Linked DNA regions of Rattus norvegicus: region 2 is linked to region 1. The links are chromatin contacts, called in public Hi-C maps. All regions are on one chromosome and are shown on one strand. The core of a region is the stretch at or near the end of the contact, and the rest is flanking DNA. Distances in the headings are between cores, read along the strand shown.

Region 1 (4,690 bases), core at 1,084-3,583:
GTCATGTCACCAAAAGACCCACACTTCTCATAAGCTTGCTGGCAGGCTCACATTCTCAGCTCCTGCCACTTCAGTGTGTGTGTGTGTGTGTGTGTGTGTGTGTGTGTGTGTGTGTGTGTGTTGGGAGGGGGTCAGTGAGACCTGCCTTAAATGGGCAGTTTTGTGGGGTCCTGATCAAGATGTAATCCGAGAAGGGACTCACTGGACACTTGCTCAGGATTAGACGTGATGCTCACGTCTTGTCTGAGGCTACCTCTTGTCTGAGGGACCAGAAGACAAAGCAGGGGGTTCCTGGAGTGCTTGGGGCTGCCTAGGAGGATGCAGAGGCTGCCTGGGGGAGCGAGGACCTTTGAGGACGACATTGATAGTAATTTGGAAAAAAAGAGACAGAGGCCACTGGGATGGTAGGCCCCTGACTCTTCTGCCTGGCAGAGTGGAGCAGGCAGGGGGCGGGGGAGCCTGGTTGAGGGAATGTTTGCTGCCTGGATTAGCAAATCCTCCAGCAACAGGGAGGCACGACTGCGCCCTAGGTGCCTGGCTTGCATTCAGTTTGCCTGCCCAGCTTCTGGAGGGCTCACCTCACACCCATGTGTGTGCTTGGGACTTCCTCTCCTGAATCTGTCACCCCTTTGCCCTCTGTAGTCCTACACTCCCCAGCAGGCTGCTTTTTTTTTATTGTGTTACGCACCCCATATCCATCCGTCCTTTCGCCTACCCCTGGTGTGTTGACTCTGGCCTCTTTACCAGCTGCTAGAGTGCAGGACCGGCTCTTCTGTCTGTCTCCATGGCGGGCGCGAGCTCTGGTGGAGTGTGAGGCTCAGTGCAGGTGGAATGGGTGCAGGAGTAGATGTGGGTAGTAAGGGTGAGCAGTGGCCTGCAGCTACAGGAAGTGAGCGGACTGCAGGGTGCCCCCTCCCAGGAGTTCCTAGGCCTGTGGGATCATGCTAATGAGAAGGGCTCCCAGTTGACATCGGCTCTCCAGTAGGGGTTGCCCCACCTGAGACCAGCCAGGATGGTCTTTCTAAGGTTTTGAACACCACTGCCCCTCCTTGTATCATTGTGAAGGAACCCCAGTGCTATTGGGAAAGACTCCTATTGTTTCTCTCACTGTACGAGCTAAGGCGTTCCTAATCTGCCCAGAGCGTCTGCTGGCACGTTCCTGTCTTCAGCCCCTGCCCTGGCCCCAGACATGGTGGACAGGGTCGGCCCAGGATGCTCCTGCTGAGTTCATGGCTTTCTCAGTGTCTGAGCTTTAGCTTCTCACCATAAGTGATGGGTTAGATACTTCTCCATCACAGTAACAATGTATCCTCTCCATCACAGTCACTAACGATTCTCAGTCTATAAAGTCAGGTTGTTTGTTTGTGCTGGAATTGAGTCTAGGGCCTCTCGCATACTAGGCAAATGCTCTACCATCAAGGTATAGTCTTAGCCCACCAAGGGTTATTTTAGGTAACAGCCATAGTCAAACAAAGGCATTGTATAGGCCTCTGGTGGGGCGTCAGATGGCAGCAGCAGGAACACACAGTGGAGACCCCAGGTCACTTGGTTGGGAATTGAAAGAAAGGAAAAGAAAGGTCAGTGTTCCCTTCAGGGGCTCCCCTCCACTTCGTAAGAACTCCCACGTGGGCTAGAGATGGCTCATTTGGTAAAATGTTTACTGGGCAAACATGAAGACCTGACTCCATGTCCCCCACAGCCCTGTAAAACCAACGTGTGGTCCTTGCCTTTACCCCTGGTGCTGGGGACGGAGAGACAGGAGTGTCCCCTGGTTGCTAGTCAGGCTGGGGAGTGGATGACTTCAGGTGGTAATCTGGCCTCTGCTGCCTGTACAAATCTCACACACAACTCCCATTGCCCTTAAACTTCCTGTCACTTCCCTGTAGTGCTACAGGCTGACGTTGGCAGAATGGTGGGCACTCTCCAGCCCTGAGTCACATGAGAGGTTCTCTTACTGGTGGGTCTAAAATGGGTACCAGGAAGTTGCAAGCTCATGTTCTAGAATTTGTTTTGAACAGAGGCTAGGAGATGAGGGAAGAGGCCATTGTTTAGCTTTTCCTGGGGTAGTTCCTGCAATGAGCTTCAGAGAGTCAGTCAGTTCTTTGGGGGAGATTTGGTTGATTTCCTGGCCTCACTCCTGAGGAGATAAGGGGAGTGGACTCCCCAGCTCTCTCCTGCAAGGATTACAGCAGTGGCCTCAGGTGAAAGCCCCCAAGGAGCAGGCATCATATTGGAGCCTGCCTTGGTCTTGCCCATGGTCTGCAGAATGCTTTTCTCTTAAAAGAAGTTTACAGCTGCCCCTGGCCCAGGGCAGAGTCCTGAGCTGAATGGCCATGAGCACCTGAACTGGACTGGACCTCTGACCTTCTGACCTTGGAACACTGCAGCCTTAATGGCTGTTGCTTTGGGTGGTTCCTTCTTACCCTTCTGAAGCAGGGGATGGCCTGTGAGATCTGGAGCCCCAGGGAATGGTGACCAGGGTGCTCTCTGTATTGTTCAGGGGCTTACACACGTGACTTCGTCCCCTCACCAGTTGGGGGAGCGTTCTCAAGTGATTTATGAAAAGCAGGACACTTGGCCCAGGGCCAGGGCATGGTACCCTCCTTCCTGCGCCAGCCTGTGCGCTGTGGAGCGGGGGAGCCTCTTCTCGTACCTCCTGTGTTTACTTGGCCCTGGGTCGCAGGAAGAAGTCTAGTGCCTTCAAGTTACCTGTGAGGAAACTGGGGCCCAGGAAAATCCAAGTGGCTAGCATAAGGCATTTTTAGTCACTTCTCTTTGCTGTGATAAAAACACCATAACCAAATTAACTTAACAAGAGAAAGCATTTATTGTTTCAGAGGGTTAGAGTCCGAGATGGCAGAGCAGAGGCAGGGAGCTAGTGCTGGGGTTTGTCTCCACTCAAGACCAGACAGAACGCACCAAACCAGCATGGTTCCACGTGGAGAGGTTTAATGAGAGAAGAGTAGAAAAGTGGAAAGGTAGCGGGCCATGACACATGGAGGGGGAGGGGGAGATGGGGAGAGAAGGGACAGGGAAGAGGGGAAGAGAGCAGGGAAGACAAAGGGCAAGAGAGAGCAAGAAGGAGAGGAGGGAGCAAGCAGCCCCCATTTTATAGTCAGGCACAGCTGGCTGTTGCCAGGCAACTGTGGGGCGGAGCATACTGGGCTGTTCCCAGGTAGCTGTGGGGGTGGAGCTTAGACAATACCAATAGCTGAGAGCTCACTTCGGATCAGCAAATAGGAAGTATGTCTTGGGTATCCATGTCCCCCTGCCCACCTTCTCTTTGTTTTGTTCCTGGGGCAGGGTGCATTGGGAATCACAATCTTTTGTAACCTCATTCCCAGTGATTTCACTGACAACTCCTCAAACAAGGCCACATCCCTCCTACTCCTTCCCAAACAGTTCTACCAGCTAGGGACCAAGCATTCAGACAGGGGCCTACAGTAGCCATTGTTATCAAATCACAGCAATCACACTGTGGGACAAGGGGATCCAGGACTGCGTGGGTTCCCTGTCTCCCTGCCTACCCTCTCTCTGGTTTGTTCCCAGACTTTTAGGTCTTTACATCTTCAGTTTTCTTTCCTGGTGGGATGCATTTGCTTAATCTCACTTTCCTGTGGCCATTCTTCATGTGCTCTGTGTGAGGTGACAGCTGTGACATGTGCCCTGGAGTGGCTCCCATCAGGGCTGCCTCAGGTGCAGGCTCAGCCGTTCTGTCCTCTTCCCACTCCAAGCGCTGATGTCTTTTGCCTGGCTCTGGGCCTCTGTGGGTCCTGAGGTGGGGAGTCCGGTGGTGCATAGCTGTGTGGACTAAGAATCCATTGCTACCTCCTGCCTGGTCCTGCATGTCCGCTGCAGTCCCATTGTGCCTTTTCCATGGTCTCTGGGCCTGGTGAGCAGATCCACATGGCACCCAGAAATTTCTAGATATTTCCTTCTCTGGTGGTGTGAGGGTTAAACTGTCAACGTAAGACAATCTTGAACTGCCTGGGAAGGGAGTCTTGGTGAGTGAGGGATTGTCTAGATCTGATTGGCCTCTGGGTATGACTGGGGGGGACAGACAAGCTTGATTACATGAACTGATATGCGAACTCACCCACTGTGGCTGGCACTGGGACTGGGTTTGGGTCCTGGACTGTATCAAAATGGAGGTGGGGTGGAGAGAGGGTTCAGCAGTTGCTCTTACAGGAGACCTAGGTTCAGTTCCCAGCACCCACATCATGGCCTATAATCAGCTGTAATTCTGACTCTGACACTCTCTTCTGGCCTCCATGGGCACCTGAACACATAGCACGCACTCATAGAGATACACACACATTTAAAAAGGGCTGGAGAGATGGCTCAGTGGTTAAGAGCACCGACTGCTCTTCCAGAGGTCCTGAGTTCAATTCCCAGCAACCACATGGTGGCTCACAACCATCTATAACAGATTCATCTGAAGACAGCTACAATATACTCATATATACTAAATAAATAAAATTAAAAAAAAAAAAAAGACGAATAGTCGGCATGAGGGCGTCTTTCTCTGCTGCTGACCAGACATGGCTGCTGTGGGAAGTCCCCGGCATCAAGACTTCCCTGCTGTGGTGGAGACTCTGTAACCTGTGAGCTGAGCTGGAGTCAGAGTATTTTATCCCAGAACAGAGGTGAATTGGTGGAGAAATTAGAACTGTTTGGGGGAAGGGTGACG
Region 2 (4,670 bases), core at 993-3,492, 92 kb after region 1:
GGAGTTTAGCAGTGAGAGAAGGAACTCTCTTGAGGGCACAGTTGGAGAAAACTCCTCCCCACAGACATTTCCCAGTGACACTCTTGGGAGACAGGGGCTAGAGAGCATCTGCCTGAGTCCTGTGCCTGGGGTGGCCATCCTTATACACTGAAGCCTGTGATTAGTGCTTTCCCTCGGACCAGCAGCAGTGGCTGCCCAGGAGAACTGGGCCCAGCAGAAACCTCAGAGCGGAAGAAGGAGGGACCCCTGTGTTTGCTGCTTTGGCCTCAGCCGTCCTCCATGTGCAGAGGCTGCTGATGTAGGAGTGCAATGGTTGCTGTTGGAAGGGAACTGCTGACTGAGGACATCTGCTCCGTCGGGGCGTGGCTGTTCCTTCCAGATGCTCATGTGAGAGAGGAGAGAACGAAGGAGGGGTGACATCTCGTGTCTAGATTCAGGAGAACCTTGCAGACAGTGGGAACAGTTGGCAAAGAGCTTTGTGAGTGGAATGTGAGGGGATGGGGAGCAGAAGCCTCAGCCTCCTGTTGCCTGGAGTCCCTTCCCTTCTTCCCTTCCACATAACTCATCGTAATATCTCCAATTATTTATTCTTATAAAAACCATCTACAGTCAATTATTTAAATACACACAACATACGTGCACACGCGCCTTTAAAATGACACAGCTGGGACCACATCAGTCACCTTCCCTGAGGGTGCTTTTCCGGCTCATCGATACTTCATAAAACATCTCTGGAGTCAGCTGGTACACTTCGTATTTCATTCTTATTTATTCTAGAGTATGGTAGTCGATATTTTATTCAGTCATTCTTATTTCCGTGGGCATTCACTTCGCCTCCGGTTTTTTATTTAATGTATAAGTAATGCCATTATTTATAAATGTGTTTGTGTGTCTTTGTGAATTACTGTTTTTATTTCCCAGGGGTAGATTCCATAGAGTAGGGATATTGAGCTGAAGGGTAGGAAGATTTATAATTTTGATAGATGTTTCCAGATTGTTCAGCCCATAGCCCATAATAATTTTCATTTTTATTAGCAGTCTATGCAACCACCTCTTTCCTGCTCAGCTGTCATTTTCTGGTTGTGCCGGCCTGATGTGTGGGCAGTAATCCCTCATTGCTCTGTAGATTTCCAGATCCCGGTATTCCTAAGGTGAGAAGAAGCCTTAGGAAGGTGTGTAGTCAAGAACATGTAGTCAAGATACAAATCTATGTCTCGTGTAGTGACAGATGTGAGGTTCTATACTGTTCTGCCTTAAGGGCCTGTGACATTTGTTTGAACTCACTGAGATTTGTGTCTAGTTTTGTCATCTCATCTCCATGCATGAGCATGCAAAGTTCTCCCAGCACTGTAATTAACAGACATGTTTCTTGCTTCTGACATGGGTGTGTAACACATGGGCTTTGGGAGACAAATGCATTTCAAGTGCTAGAGAATTAATGATGATTTGGGTATTGCTAGTCAGCATTTGGGGTGGGGGAGTCAGCATTTGGGGTGGGGGAGTAGAGCCTGGGGGCAAGAATTGGTTTTGAAATAGAGAGGGGGTAGAAGGGAGCATTTTGAAACAGACATCAGTAGAGACCTCATCCGTGGGTAATACACTGCTGAGTGCCCCATCCAGAGTGCTCGATGCTGAGTGCCCATCCAGAGTGCTCAGTGCTGAGTGCCCCATCCAGAGTGCTCAGTGCTGAGTGCCCCATCCCAGAGTGCTCACTGCTGAGTGCCTCATCCAGAGTGCTTACTGCTGAGTGCCTCATACAGAGTGCTCAGTGCTGAGTGCCCCATCCACTTCCTTCCCTCAGATCCCAGTCAGCACTGTGTGCAGAGCAGATGCCCCACACTGGCACGTTTATGATATGCAGGATATGAAGAGAACTTGAATCTGATATCAGGAGACTCGGGAATCTTTCCCAGCTCTCCAAGCAGAGGTCATCCTTGAGACCTCAGGCCCTCCCTCCATCATGAGTGCACAAATGTGGCTCTGATTTTAGGGAGAACCAGTCTGGCCAGCTGAGTTCTGGGGTCCACTGGCACTGGGGTCCACTATAAAGCTTTCCTTGAGAGGTTCAAACTAGGGTGGGGGGTATTGCTTCAGGATAAGTTGCCACCGTTACAGGACGGAATGCAGAGAGCCCCAGCAGATTTTTATCTCACTGTTAATTGGCTCTTGGAGTGTTCGTGGAATTTCACTCCCCTGGGCCTGGCTCTCGAGGCCTCATGGCCTGGCGTAGGCTCTGCACTCTGGAGCCAAGTTGGACAAACGCTCACTGTTTCTAGGCTGTGCCCAGTGTTCATGTTACTATCTTTGCTTGTGCTATTCTTGCCACTGAGGCTCCTTACTGGCTCTTGGCTGCCTTTCATGGAAGCTCAGAATGCATTCAGGGCTGCATGTGCTCCTCTTGTCCTCTTCAAGTGTACGTGGTCATCACTGGGTCCCTTCCTGCCTTGTCATTGGGTCTTGGGGACATAGTGTAGTCTTCTAAGGAAACTCTAGGTCTGTAGTGTGTTGAGTAAATGATTAGAAAGTGAAGCAGAAAGCTAAATAAAAGGTAAGTGCATATGTGGCAGGAATCCAAATCAGTGTAAGAGAGAGGAGTTTCACAAATACAGCATCACAGTGGCGTGGATAAGACATGGGTGCTGGGTCGTCACAGCCTGGCCGTGAGTCCTTACTCCACTGCCATGTAGCTTTGAGACCTTGACGGAGGTCTTTGTGCCTTAGTTTCCACATCTGTCAAGTAAAATTCAGGATGGTACCCTCTTGTAGAGCTACAGTAAAAATTAAAATGTGTAAACTCCTCTGAACAAGCCCCAGCACATAGCAAGTGTTAATGTCTCTAGCAGACCAGCTGCTCCAGGAAAAATTACGTTGACTTCTTACATACTTTTCAGAAGTGATCCAGAAGTGGAGCCGTCAGAGACCTCGCTGTAAATTCACCTCTGTTTAAATCCTGTGAGCCAATGAGGCAGAGGTTTTCCTGAGAAGATTCTGCCCTTACTATGGCAAAAGAAAATGTCAGGAAGTCCCATGGCCCGAGAGCCAGCTTTGGCCAGGCCTTGCGTGAGGGATACTGATGCAAAATGCTTTTTCTCAGCACCGCTAGATATGTTCTCATCATACCGGAAGCAAGGCCCAAAAGCGACCAGCCCCTCTTCCAGGATGATGGATCAGACTCCCAAACTCATGATCTGCTTAATGGAGCTTAGAGGTGCATACGTGCGTGCATTCATGCGTGCCTGTGTGTGTGTTCCTGGCAAGTGGGCGGGCTCCATGGACTGGCTTTGTCTTGCTTGAGGAGTATGGGCTGACGGTCCAAGACTCTGAAGCATCCAATTAGCCTCACCCCATGTTTGCCCAGTGTTCAGCTACAGGAGATCACGGAAGTCTTTTTCCAGGTTGCACCCAGATGACCTTGAGCTCCCGTCCGCTGCTCAGTGAGAACTAGTCTCGTTGGCGTTAAGACACACTGCTTCCTCCTGCACACCGGCCGAGCTGTGTACTTATTATTGATCCACCTTAGCACCGAGCATTTGCACAACACATCTGCAGCAACTGTAATGCCAAGTCCATGTACAAGAAGTCAGTTCCTGAGTTATTTCTAGCCAGTCCCAGCGGCTTCTCTGCATATGTAGCAGGCGCAATCTGTTTGAACAGAAATCACACAAGTAGGCAGGTAAACAATATCCACATTTACACATTTCCCTCAGGGGGCAGCAGTCAGGCCACTGCACTTCTACTTTAAATTGAGTCTATATTTTGGAGAACTCTATTCTGTCGTAACTGAGATAATACAGTTCCACTGCTCTCCGGGGACAGCATATATTAGTCTTGTCCGTCAACCTTACCAGCCCGAACACATAATGATACACAGAAAAATGTATCATTATGAAGTTGGCAGCCAAAGCAGTGGACGGGTAAGGAGGGAATGATACAGGAATATCCTGAGTGGTCACTACTACTATGTCTCTTCCCTGAAATCCAGGCAGTCTCCACAGCAGCTGCACCCCTGATAGGAAATGCTGCTACCATCAAGCCTCTACCACCAGAGAACTAGGCTAGCTGGGTGGCAGTCAGCAGCCAAAGGTTAGTCGAGTCCCAGCCTGTCTCTCCCGCCTTCCATTTCTCTCTCTTCCTCTCTCCCTTTCCGGCCCCCTCAGCTCCCAATGGCTTCTATGTTGATGTCCTGCCTCAGAACGTGACTTTATTGGAGGACAGGCTCATCGACAGTGCCGTTGGCTGAGGTGAGATCAGTGGGGCAGATCATGATCCAGTACTGCGGTTGCCCTCACAGAGAGAGGAGGTTACAGCAGACACTCACATGGAGAGAATGCCACGTGGAAATGAAGGCAGAGGTCAGTGCTCTATCAAAAAAGAAAGGGCAAAGATTGCCAGCAGGCACATCCAGAGACCTGGAGCAGAATCCCAGGAGGAGCCTGAGCTGGAGAATGAGGGATTTCCATTGTTTAAACCATCCAGCAGGTAACACTCGGTCCTGCAGCCCTAGGGAGTCCTACATGTCCCCCTGCTCTGCGCACAGAGAGTACATGCCTTTTGCATGGGGCTGCTGTCCAGGACCGAGATCTACAACACTGCAGCGTCTGCTGTAATGCAGACATGGATTAGGGGAGTAACCGGACAAGGGCGGTTTCTAATTCTAGGTCTGCCCATTT

The links. Hi-C and Micro-C count contacts between places; a contact is called where the count stands out from the background.
Region 2: a contact with region 1 is called in a Hi-C map of prefrontal cortex, with 4 times the contacts expected there. The contact joins two enhancer-like sites. A contact is called at or near these places in 12 of 12 Hi-C or Micro-C datasets (the A7r5 cell line, the Rat2 cell line, Schwann cells and 7 more) and 1 of 1 datasets of contacts at active chromatin or transcription factors (oligodendrocytes).

What each region holds. Positions count from the first base shown.
Region 1 is chr11:83,174,573-83,179,262 of GRCr8, forward strand. All of the region lies in intron 1 of Xxylt1 (xyloside xylosyltransferase 1), which reads left to right. Among named protein-coding and RNA genes, the nearest start is that of Xxylt1, 13 kb to the left of the region's middle. Within about 2 kb of position 2,334, at least 17 of the 93 cell types and tissues checked have an H3K27ac peak or open chromatin away from gene starts, as enhancers often do.
Region 2 is chr11:83,266,404-83,271,073 of GRCr8, forward strand. The region is part of intron 3 of Xxylt1 (xyloside xylosyltransferase 1); the gene reads left to right. Among named protein-coding and RNA genes, the nearest start is that of Xxylt1, 110 kb to the left of the region's middle. Within about 2 kb of position 2,243, at least 41 of the 93 cell types and tissues checked have an H3K27ac peak or open chromatin away from gene starts, as enhancers often do.